2 separate regions of the Mus musculus genome follow, and region 2 is linked to region 1. A link is a contact called in public Hi-C data. All regions are on one chromosome and are shown on one strand. Each heading gives the region's core, a stretch centred on a gene start, on an enhancer-like site or on the middle of the called end of the contact. The rest is flanking DNA. Distances are from core to core; before and after follow the strand shown.

Region 1 (4,955 bases), core at 767-3,266:
CAGGGTGGGGTGGTACCCAAGGGGGGCTCCCCCTTCTATGAGGAGGAGGGGAGGGTGTAATAGGGGGTTGGATTTGGGACTGGGAGGAGAGGAAGGAGGGGAGCTGCTATCAGGATGTAAAGTTAATAAATAATTAAGGAAAAAATTGGGGCAGAGGTTCAAATCCCCCCCGCCCCCAAAGGGCCACCTGCTGCCTGTGATGGGATTCGAACCACTGTTCAACATGTTCTTACATCTCTCTTTATGGATAGGATTGATGAGAAAGCATATCCAGCCATTGTCCCACTCTGAATTCATGGCTTGGTGCTTTGGGGACAAGCTACTGTGTATCTGCTATATCCCAGACCATGCTCTTTTAGCCTCAAGCCCGTGTCCTGCTTGTCCATGACTACCTCTTAGTCCTGTAGACCAAGTGATCTGGCAGCTCAGATGGAGACAGCTGGCAGGAGCACAGGGTGACTGTGCTAAGCTGGAGGAAGAATGGAAGTGCCTAGCTAGGTCTGCCACCTGCTGGCCAGGAGTCATAGTCTCCGGAGTCTGGTCATGTTTGCAAATGATTTCCTTTAGTTCTCAGGAGGAATGCTGGTGAGGCTGTGTGAGAGAGGGCAGAGCTGTGACTGGGTCTGGCTACAGCCTTGCTTTCGCCTCTCTGAGTTCCAGTTTTCTGCAAAACATCAGCATTGAAGTTTGGGACCATGGCACCTAGATCGTCCAGGCAGCTAATGCCACTTGGCATTTTTTTTTTTTTTTTTTTTTAGATTTATTTATTTTTTTTTTATTATATGTAAGTACACTGTAGCTGCCTTCAAACACTCCAGAAGTCAGATCTCATTACGGATGGTTGTGAGCCACCATGTAGTTGCTGGGATTTGAACTTCGGACCTTTGGAAGAGCAGTCGGGTGCTCTTACCAACTGAGCCATCTCACCAGCCCGGCATTTTTTTTTTAAATCAATTACATTTTATTTTGTGAGTATATACCACAATGCACATGTGGTGATCAGAGAACAACATAAAGGACACAGATCTCTCCTTCCACCATGTGGATCCCAAGGATGGAACACAGGTGGCCAGGTTTGACAGCGAGCATCTATACCCAGGCAGCTATCTTGCTAGCCCTTTATTTTACTTCAAGTGAATAGCTTAACTGCTCTGAGCAATTATATTTACATCTCTCAAGTGGAGTGAATGAGAACTGGGTATCAAGTCAACTGGGTTGAGAGTCTGTAGTACAGTATCATTGTCTTTAATGTGGTTGTGATCCTTGTACTGAGTACTCACTTTGGGGAGGACCTCTGATGCTCCCTCCACCTTAGCGATGGATGCTCAAGCCCCTTACACAACCTGATATTAACAGGTACAGGAAGCCCCCAGTGATTGTCCTGGCCCTGTTCTAAATGTCCCAGTCATTGTCCAAACATAGCTCAAGCATGGTAAATTCCTCATCCTTGGGGGTCTGGACTCACAGAACAGCCTCTGTGACTTCTTAAGGACTATGGAAGGCACGGTGGAGCAGAAGTCCGTGTTCTGTGTTGTTTTTTAGTGCAGGGAATACAATAGATGAGAAGTCAGAGGCCAAGGATACAGGCAGTCTAGTAAGACTTGGAGGCGACAAAGGGAGGGGAGGGCTATCTGGGACAGATGATATGGTCTAGAGATAAAGACCAGGACTTTGTCTAAAGGGGGTGGAGGTGGGTCCAGCGCCTGAACCGGGCGGGGTGCAGGGTCTCACAGAGATAACCCACAGGCTGAGGAGCTGTGGCTGCATGAAAGGACCAGATGCCCACACAGCTCCAGCCTTGGTGCATCGCCAGCCTTGGTGCATCTCCAGTCTTGGTGCAGCTGCGGGGGCGGAGCGCTATATCTCTAAGCGACAGCACATACGGCCAACAAGGCCGCGGTTCTGGGTTCGATGCTCCGCCCTTCGCTGCTGCGCCCAATAGCGAGCGCTCTGGAGGCGGGCCGGGCGGGTTCTGGGCTGGAGGCTAAAGCCCGCGGGTGCGGCACCCGGAAGTCGGCGGCGGCGGAGGCGGTGAGTGTGCAGCGGGTGGCTGGGGCTAGCGGGCTGCGCTCCTGGCGGGGCTGACCCAAGGTCGGGCGCCGGGCTCCTGGAACGCGGTCTGGATCAGGTTGGTCGAGGACGAGGCGGTCCGCCCCTTCTCGTCATAATTCAGTTTTCCCTTTCCAAGGCATTAAATGGAAACTAAACGGCCTGCTGGTTCGGGACTCTAGTCTGACAGACCAGACCAGACTGTCTCTGATAATTGAAAGCAAAACCCTCACGGTACTGGAAGATGTTTCTATTTATCCCTGTCAGGATTGGGTGCGGGGAAGGGTCTCGGCAGCAGGGGCAGACTTGCTGTGTAAGAGGCTAGATTGGCGGGACAGAGAGCTGCATGGTTGTTGCAGGGTGAAGGGCTGCAGTCTCCAGTGTCAAGAATTACTCTGGAGCCTAGTCATGTCGCCCCTCTCACTCTGAAACCTCCGATGGGGCCTTGGGCTTCACAGAATGTCAGAGTAGACAGCAAGTGCTGGGTCATTCTTATGCCTGATATGGGCTTTACTGGGCTGGCGTAGTGAACCCTTGCTCAGAACGGGAGGACATTGCGTGTAGGCTGCATCCAGGCCAGGTCTGGCCCCACTCTAGGCTCATTGGCAGCTGAGGTTTTGCTTGTTTGCCTCTTGGACAGTGGACAAGGAGGCCCTGATGTTGAGATCCATCCATGTACCCTCAGCATCTTTCCTATGTTTCCTTCTGCCCGATAAGTCATGTCTTTAGAGTGCACCCTATGCCCTTGCAAATGCCTTGCTCAGCAGACCTGTCTGCTGTCTGGGCCTGCTGACTACCGTTTTGCCACTACTAAGCTCAGCCATCTTCTATGGGGTAGATGTGACAGCTATAAGGGACAGGTGAGAGACATGTCCTCTAGACAATTTTTTAAGGTAGTTTCATTAGTCCAACCTTGTACATAGTGAAGTAAACTCTAGCCAAGGAGGCATGTGTTTCCAAGGCTGCTGCAAGCCAGGGTGATTGGCTTCCAGGCCCGTGCTTCTTCCCCTTTCCCTGAGACCTCCTGGGTCATGTGGTCTGCTGGAGAGGGTGACTGTTCCCAGATAGAACAGAGCCTCTGCCCCTCCTCCAGATTCCTAGTGTTGCTGCTGGGATGTGAGATGCTGTGGTGCTCACATCTCTTCAGGTTCCCCCACATGGTCCCCAATCCCACATTTTCATTTTACTTTTGTGTCTTTATTTTACTTTAAGTGTTTGGGGGACACATGGCAGAGGGGCCCAGCTCCCAGCTGTCAAGTCAGCAGCCTGAGAATTTCCCCTAGTTTTAAGGACCTAGTCTCAGATCACACCAGGCTTTGATGATGAAAAGAATTCCAGGCTAGCCAGTTTAGGAAGCAGAGTTGGAGATTGTGTTAAAGATATTTAAATAGAGGCTTAAGTATGAAGATTAGGCACAAAAGAGGTGCCCAAAAGAAAAAAGTAAAACATACTTCAGAGCTTGGGCTCGGAGCTTCTCCGCTTCTCTGATGCATCTCATTGAGTGAGGTTTAAAAGTCCTGTCTTATTCATGGCTCCTAACTAGGTTCAAAGTCAAAAGTTCAGCCCTGGGAATAGAGGAAGGTAGGATATCTTACTGTCAACAGTTTTGTTTGAGGTTCTCTAACTGTGTCTGGGAAGAGAGATAAGGCCATACCCAAGATCATATGCATTTTTTTCAGGCCTTAAGTGTATTGTTATCTTAACATAAAATACCTGTAAATGAGGCCAGGCATGGAGGCTCACACCTTTAATCCCAGCACTTGGGATGCAGAAGCAGGCAGAACTCTGTGAGCTTAGTCAGGGCCACACAGTGAGAACTTGTCTCAAAACAAACAAACAAACAAACAAATGTAAAAATATCTGTATATGAAAATCCTGGTAAGCGTCGGCACCCGTAGCACTGACTGTGCTGGGCCACTTGCTTTTTGCTGGCAAACGCATTAACCCTGGTCCAGGAGGAGGTCCTGCCCTTGCTTCTCTTCACGTCATTGGCCTGTGTCTCCACCCTGCCTCAGCTAGATGCAGTCTGATCACCTACTTGCTCTCATATATGGTACCCCTTAGCCCTTCCCTGGATGTGGGTGACCGATCACCTGTACAAAGAACAGGACAGGAAGGCTTGGAGGAGTTCTAGAAACAGAGCCAAGTTTGTTGTTGACACTAGGTGGGGAAGAGCCAGAGTTCGTCCTTTGGTGATGTGTCAGTCAGCTTACAACAGTAGTAACTGTGAGTCTGGCGTGTGTTGACTCAGACCACAGGGCCTGCTTGGTAAAGGGCTCCTGACAACAAGATCACCTCAAGCCAACTTGATTTTTTGAGATAATCTGTACCATTTTCACCTCTTACCTCAACTATTCATTGTTTGTTCTTTGAGGCAATATAGTCTTGATGAGACTAGAACTTGCTATGTTGCCCAGGCTGGCCTTGAGCTCCTGGCTGTCTTATTTCTTGGCCTCCAGGGTGCTGTCAACTTTAATATTCTGTGTGTGTGTGTGTCTGTGTGTGTGTGTGTCTGTGTGTGTGTGTCTTGCTATGTCACCTAGGCTGACATTGAATTGGCCATCCTCCTGTCTCTGCCTCCTAGGTTGGAGGATCACAGGTGTGCATGCTACACCCAGCTCCCCTTTGAGATTTCAAAAGTCATGTATACAAACTTAAAAAAAAAAATGCCTCCATGTCCCAGCAACTACTCCCATGGTATACTGCTGACACTTGTGTCTACTGGCAAGGTGTCTTAGTGCTTGCCTCTATCCTCTCTGGAGAAGCTGTGAGCTAGAGATGGCTCTATAGTTAAAAGCACTTGTTCTTGTTTGTTTGTTTATTTCAAGACAGGGTTTCTCTGTATAGTCCTGGCTGTCCTGGAACTCACTTTGTAGACCAGGCTGGCCTCAAACTCAGAAATCCGC
Region 2 (5,411 bases), core at 1,100-3,599, 620 kb after region 1:
CAAAAGTCCTGAGTTCAAATCTCAGCAACTGCATGGTGGCTCACAACCATCCATAGTGAGATCTGAGATGCCCTCTTCTGGTATGTCTGAAGACAGCTATAGTGTACTTATTTATAATAATAAATAAATCTTTGGGCCGGAGTGAGCAGGGCCCACCGGAGCAAACAGAGGTTCTAAATTCAATTCCCAGCAACCACATGAAGGCTCACATCCATCTGTACAGATACAGTGTACTCATATACATAATAAATAAATAAATAAATAAATAAATAATCTTTAAAGGAAAGAAAGAAAGGAAGGCAGGAAGAAAGGAAGGAAGAAAAAAAGGAAGGAAGAAAAAGAAAGGAAGGAAGAAAGGCATGTACCACCATGCCTGGCTTTCCTATTCTTAAAAAAAAAAAAAAAAAGATTTAGATAAAGAACCTGAATTAGCTTTCTCCAGCTGTACTGCCAAATTTTGCCTCTCAAGGACTGGGATTAAAGTGGTGTACCACCATGCCTGCATCACCATGCCTGTATCACCATCACCGTGCCTGCACCACCAAGCACCACCATGCACCATCATGCATCACCACGCCTTCATCACCATGCACCACTATGTACTACCATGCCTGCACCACCATGCACTACCATGTCTTCATCACCATACACCACCATGCCTGAACCACCATGCTTGCACCACCATGCACCACCATGCCTCCACTACCATGCACTACCATGCACCACCATGTCTTCAGCACCATACCTGCACCACCATGCATCACCACGCACCACCATGCTTGGTGGTTTTGAATTTTCTTTTTAAGTTTTGTCATACTCAGTTTTTTTTTTTTTTTTTTTTTTTTTTTTTTTTTTTTTTCTTTTTTCCGGAGCTGAGGACCGAACCCAGGGCCTTGGGCTTGCTAGGCAAGCACTTTACCACTGAGCTAAATCCCCAACCCCCATACTCAGTTTTTTAAAGACTTACTTATTTTATGTATATGAGTATATTGTAACTGTCTTCAGACACACCAGAAGAGAGCAATAGATCAATGCTCTTAATGGCTGAGCCATCTCTCCAGCCCCCACACTCAGGGGTTTTTTTTTTTTTTTAGATTTATTTATTTATTTATTTCATGTATATACTGTAGCTGTCTTCAGATATTCTGGCACACCAAAACAGTACATTGGATGTGAGCCACCATGTGGTTGCTGGGAATTGAACACAGGACCTCTGGAAGAACAGTCAGTGCTCTTAACCTCTGAGCCATCTCTCCAGCCCTGACACTCAGTTTTTAATTCATTTGTGTTTAAGACTTTTCCAAAGGCCAAAAGTTTTTTTTTTTAAAGGGTGCTTTCTTCTATAATAATAAACACATGTATTTTATTTATTTCTTTATTTGTCTATTTATTTATTTATTTTGGGGTTCATTTTGGGTGTTGTTTGTTTTTGTTTGTTTGAGACAATGTGTCTCTACATAGGCCCTGGTTGTCCTGGAACTCAGTATGTAAACCAGGCTGCCTTGAATTCAACAGAGATCTGCCTGCCTCTGCCTCCCAAGTGCTGGGACAAACAAAGTTCTAAAATGAGGCCTTACATATTGTTGGAAAAAATGAAGACTTACAAAATTGGTTAGTTACCTTGTAATCTCTACTCTAAACTTAAATCATATAAACATTGAAAGGTGAACTCGAGACACATAAGCCCAGCAACAATTATCCACTTAGACCAAAATGTCCTGTATTAAGGGATGCACCACTAAGAAGCAAGGAATATGAACCACAGAGAAAACATTAACAGAAATAATGCTTTTGCTTTCCTTTTAAATATGGAGCTTAATGATTCAATGAGCAGAGATCCTAAACCTAACATTGCTTGTTGGTGAAATACTAGCTTTATTTTGATGACTGTAGAATGTACATATACTTATGTACACTTAACATATGTTAGAAATTAAAATCTCAATATTTAAATACCAAATTTATTTAAAATACCAAAAATATGTTATACATTAGCAATTATCCCAACACTGGCAACAAAATATACATAGACTCTGTATGTGTGTCTGTGTGTGGTGTGTGTGTGTCTATGTGTCCGCATGTGTGTCTCTCTCTGTCTCTGTATCTGTCTCTGTGTCTGTCTTTCTGTCTCTTTTTTCTGTCTTTCTCTCTGTTTCTGCCTCTGTCTGTGTTTCCGCCTCTGTATCTCTGTCTCTCCCTCTGTGTCTCCCTCTCCCCCTCTCCCCCTCTCCCCCTCTCCCCTTCTCCCTCTTCCCCTCTCCCCCTCTCCCCTTCCTCTCTTCCTCTCTCTTTCTGTGGCGCGCATGCGTATACAAAAGCAAGACTTCATTTCCCACAATTCTTCCTGTACTTCCGGCGTGGCCCAGTAGCGGGATCGCTCGGCTTCCGGGTTCGGGCCTGTCGCTGTGGTAGAGGCGGCGGCGCCGGGGGTGGCCGGTAGGGACTCGGGCTACAAGAGTAGGGGCTCCGGGCATGGACGTTTCGGGGCAGGAGACCGACTGGCGTAGCGCCGCCTTTCGGCAGAAGCTGGTCAGCCAAATGTGAGTGTGGCCTGGGGCAAGGACCGGTGGTCGGACCTTCCGGGCGGGGAGGGTGAGGCCGGGCTAGACCCGCTCTTGACCCTGGTCAGAAGCTGCGGTGTCCGCTGGGTGCCGGGGACGTACAAGGGTCCTCCTGGAGTCTCTCTGGCCTTTCTCGGCAGACAGGGACTGCTGGCTAGTTTTTCTGGGGAGGAACTCTGCAAACCCAGCTAGTGCCCTGGCTAGTGAGTCATCGTCCTGAGCCGCCTCGTCATTTGTGTGCAGATTTTCCTTTGCTTCGATTCGCACCGAATATAGAAAGAGAATGAGGCAGCCAGAGATTTTACACGGGTGCCGCGTGGCTTCTTTTATAAAATAAATAAATAAAACGAAAACCACATCAATGAGTTGGAGGAGGCTGGAAGGAAGGTAAATTGGAAGATTGATGTGTTTGGGTTGTAGGCAGTGGAATAGAAGAGTGCTCCGGTTTCTTCCACAAGGTGTGTCAACTTGGCCAAAGGGTAGCAGGAAATAGCTGTGGGAACTTCGGGAGTGAAGGGCAGGGATGCCCTCTGCCCACGGAGCACTGCAGAGTGCTTGTTGCACTTAGCCATTTTACTGAGTTTCCTAAAGTGTTCAGAAAATTGCCTGTGGCACAGCTTTTCCCCTGAGGGTTGGTACTGTCTGTCTGTAAAGAAACAGTACAGTCGTGCCAATGCTCAGTCATTTTTGTGGGTGCTAAAGTGTCAGTTGAGTAGACTGGAGCAGCCTCGAGTAGGTGACAGATTGAGCTCTAGAGAGAAAAGTAGGAGGGTGACAGGCCACCATTCCCAGCAGATGATTGTGAAAGCATCAGGATGGACGGCTGTAGGTGGAGAGTTCTGGGTCTTTGAAGCAAAGTAGTCAAGGATACATCATGAGGATGAGCAGATGCTGGCATGGTTAGTGTTGGGTGTTTTGGGCAAACAACTTGTACCCGTGGTTTTTTGTTTGTTTGTTTGTTTGTTTTTTAGTTTTTCGAGACAGGGTTTCTCTGTGTAGTCCTGGCTGTCCTGGAACTCAGAAATCTGCCTACTTCTACCTCCCAAGCGCTGGGATCACTGCCCGGCCCTTCCTCCAGTGTTTTACACGTGGTCTGCCTTGAGGTGGTGCAGCATTAGTGTTGGGAAGGCCCCTGAGTCCCTGGAGATGAATTAGGGACCCAAGAGAGGCCAAATAGGCAATTTGGGGAGTTTTTTTCCTTTGGAAGGGTTGGTGGGGGTTCTGTCTTTTTTTCATTTAGATCATATGGTCTCATGAGTTGATTGTAGAAGACTTGGTTGGCAGAGATCATAAAGACCAGTATTAAGTGCTGAACTTGAAAGAGGAAGACAGATTCCAGAGAAAGAGGAATGAATATGTGGACAATTGGTGACTAACTGGATGGAGGGGGTGGGGTGGGGTGGGGTGGAGTGAAGCAATGGACTAAATCGGGGAAGCATCAGTACAGTGGAGGGAGTGGGTACTGTGTCAGTGGCTTGGTACCGCCGCACAATAACCCTTGCACGGTTTTGCAGACAGTTCAGCAAACAAGTGTTTTGTTTCTTAATTGTTTTAGATTTAATTTATTTATATGAGTGTTTTGCTTGCCTGTATATAAGTGAACCATGTATATCTGATGATGTCAGAGGTCAGAAGAGCGTATAAGATTCCCTGGGATTGGAGCTACAGGGGGTTATGAACTGCCCTGTGAATTCTGGGAATCGAACCTGCTTCTTCTGTAAGAGCTCAGTGTGAGTGCTTCTAACCTCTGAGCCAAGTCTCCAGCCCACAAGTGCAGTATTGATGTACTTGAGTTATCTCTAAGTGAAGTCTTGAGAAATGGTCTGAGCTCCAGGGCAAGGATTCTTTGGGAAAGCCCAGTACAGTGGATCTGGAAGAGCAAGTTGTTATCACAGACAGTAGGGGAGAGCTGCAGAAGTATCTGAGGTCTGAGGGAAGACTGAAGTATACTGGATACACTGTAATGCCTTGTGAGTCCTGAGGTGCTTTCTACCTCTGTAAGATACTGCACTTGTATATTATTTTGTTTTGCTGTAATAACAATTACCATGCACTTAGCATCTTAAACAACACAGATTTATATTTGATCTTTTTTTTTTTTATGTCAGAGGCTCATGTAAGATTTGGTAGGTGTTAGTTTCAGGGTTGAAATCAATACGATGGCAATATACACATTTTTTAAATTTATTATTTATTTTTTTTATTTTTTTGGTTTTTCGAGACAGGGTTTCTCTGTATAGCCCTGGCTGTCCTGGAACTCACTCTGTAGACCAGGCTGGCCTTGAACTCAGAAATCTGCCTGCCTCTGCCTCCAGAGTGCTGGGATTAAAGGCATGCGCCACCACTGCCTGGTAATTACATTTCTTGATGGAACCTTTGGAACAGAATCTGCTTTCAACTCCATTCAAGTTGCTGTCCAAATTCTATTCCTTACACTTGTAAAACTGAGGTATCCTCTTTCCTGCCTATTTGTCAGGGGCCAGTTTTTGTTCCTGGAGGTTGATTGTATCTTGTGCTTTCTTTGTGGCCTAGTCTAACATTGGCTGGTTTCTCTGACACTCACCAAATTCAGGTAGAGAACATCCTGTGCACTTCCCAGATCAGTTTGGAACAATGGAACACAATCGTTAGTCTGTATCTTCAATCACAGCTATGCGGTCATTTTTTGAGATACAGTGAAAGATAGTCACAGGTTCCAGGGACTGGGGCCTGTGTATCTTGGTGGAGGGGGCAACATTTGTCTACTGCATTTGAGTGAGCCCCCTCAAAGGTTGCTTTCTAAGAGTAAAGGTATCTTAGTTTGCTTTCTGTTACTGTGAAAAACACCATGACCAAGAGCAACTTGAGGAG

The links. Hi-C and Micro-C count contacts between places; a contact is called where the count stands out from the background.
Region 2: a contact with region 1 is called in a Hi-C map of B cells, with 5 read pairs. The contact joins the promoter of Med15 here to the promoter of Tango2 in region 1. A contact is called at or near these places in 1 of 39 promoter capture datasets (liver) and 1 of 484 Hi-C or Micro-C datasets (B cells).

What each region holds. Positions count from the first base shown.
Region 1 is chr16:18,340,971-18,345,925 of GRCm38.p6, reverse strand. Tango2 (transport and golgi organization 2) reads left to right here and starts at 2,016. Exons shown (of 9, transcript NM_001359109.1): 1 at 2,016-2,128.
Region 2 is chr16:17,719,885-17,725,295 of GRCm38.p6, reverse strand. It overlaps Med15 (mediator complex subunit 15), which reads left to right and starts at 2,349. Exons shown (of 18, transcript NM_033609.3): 1 at 2,349-2,540. The coding sequence starts at 2,473.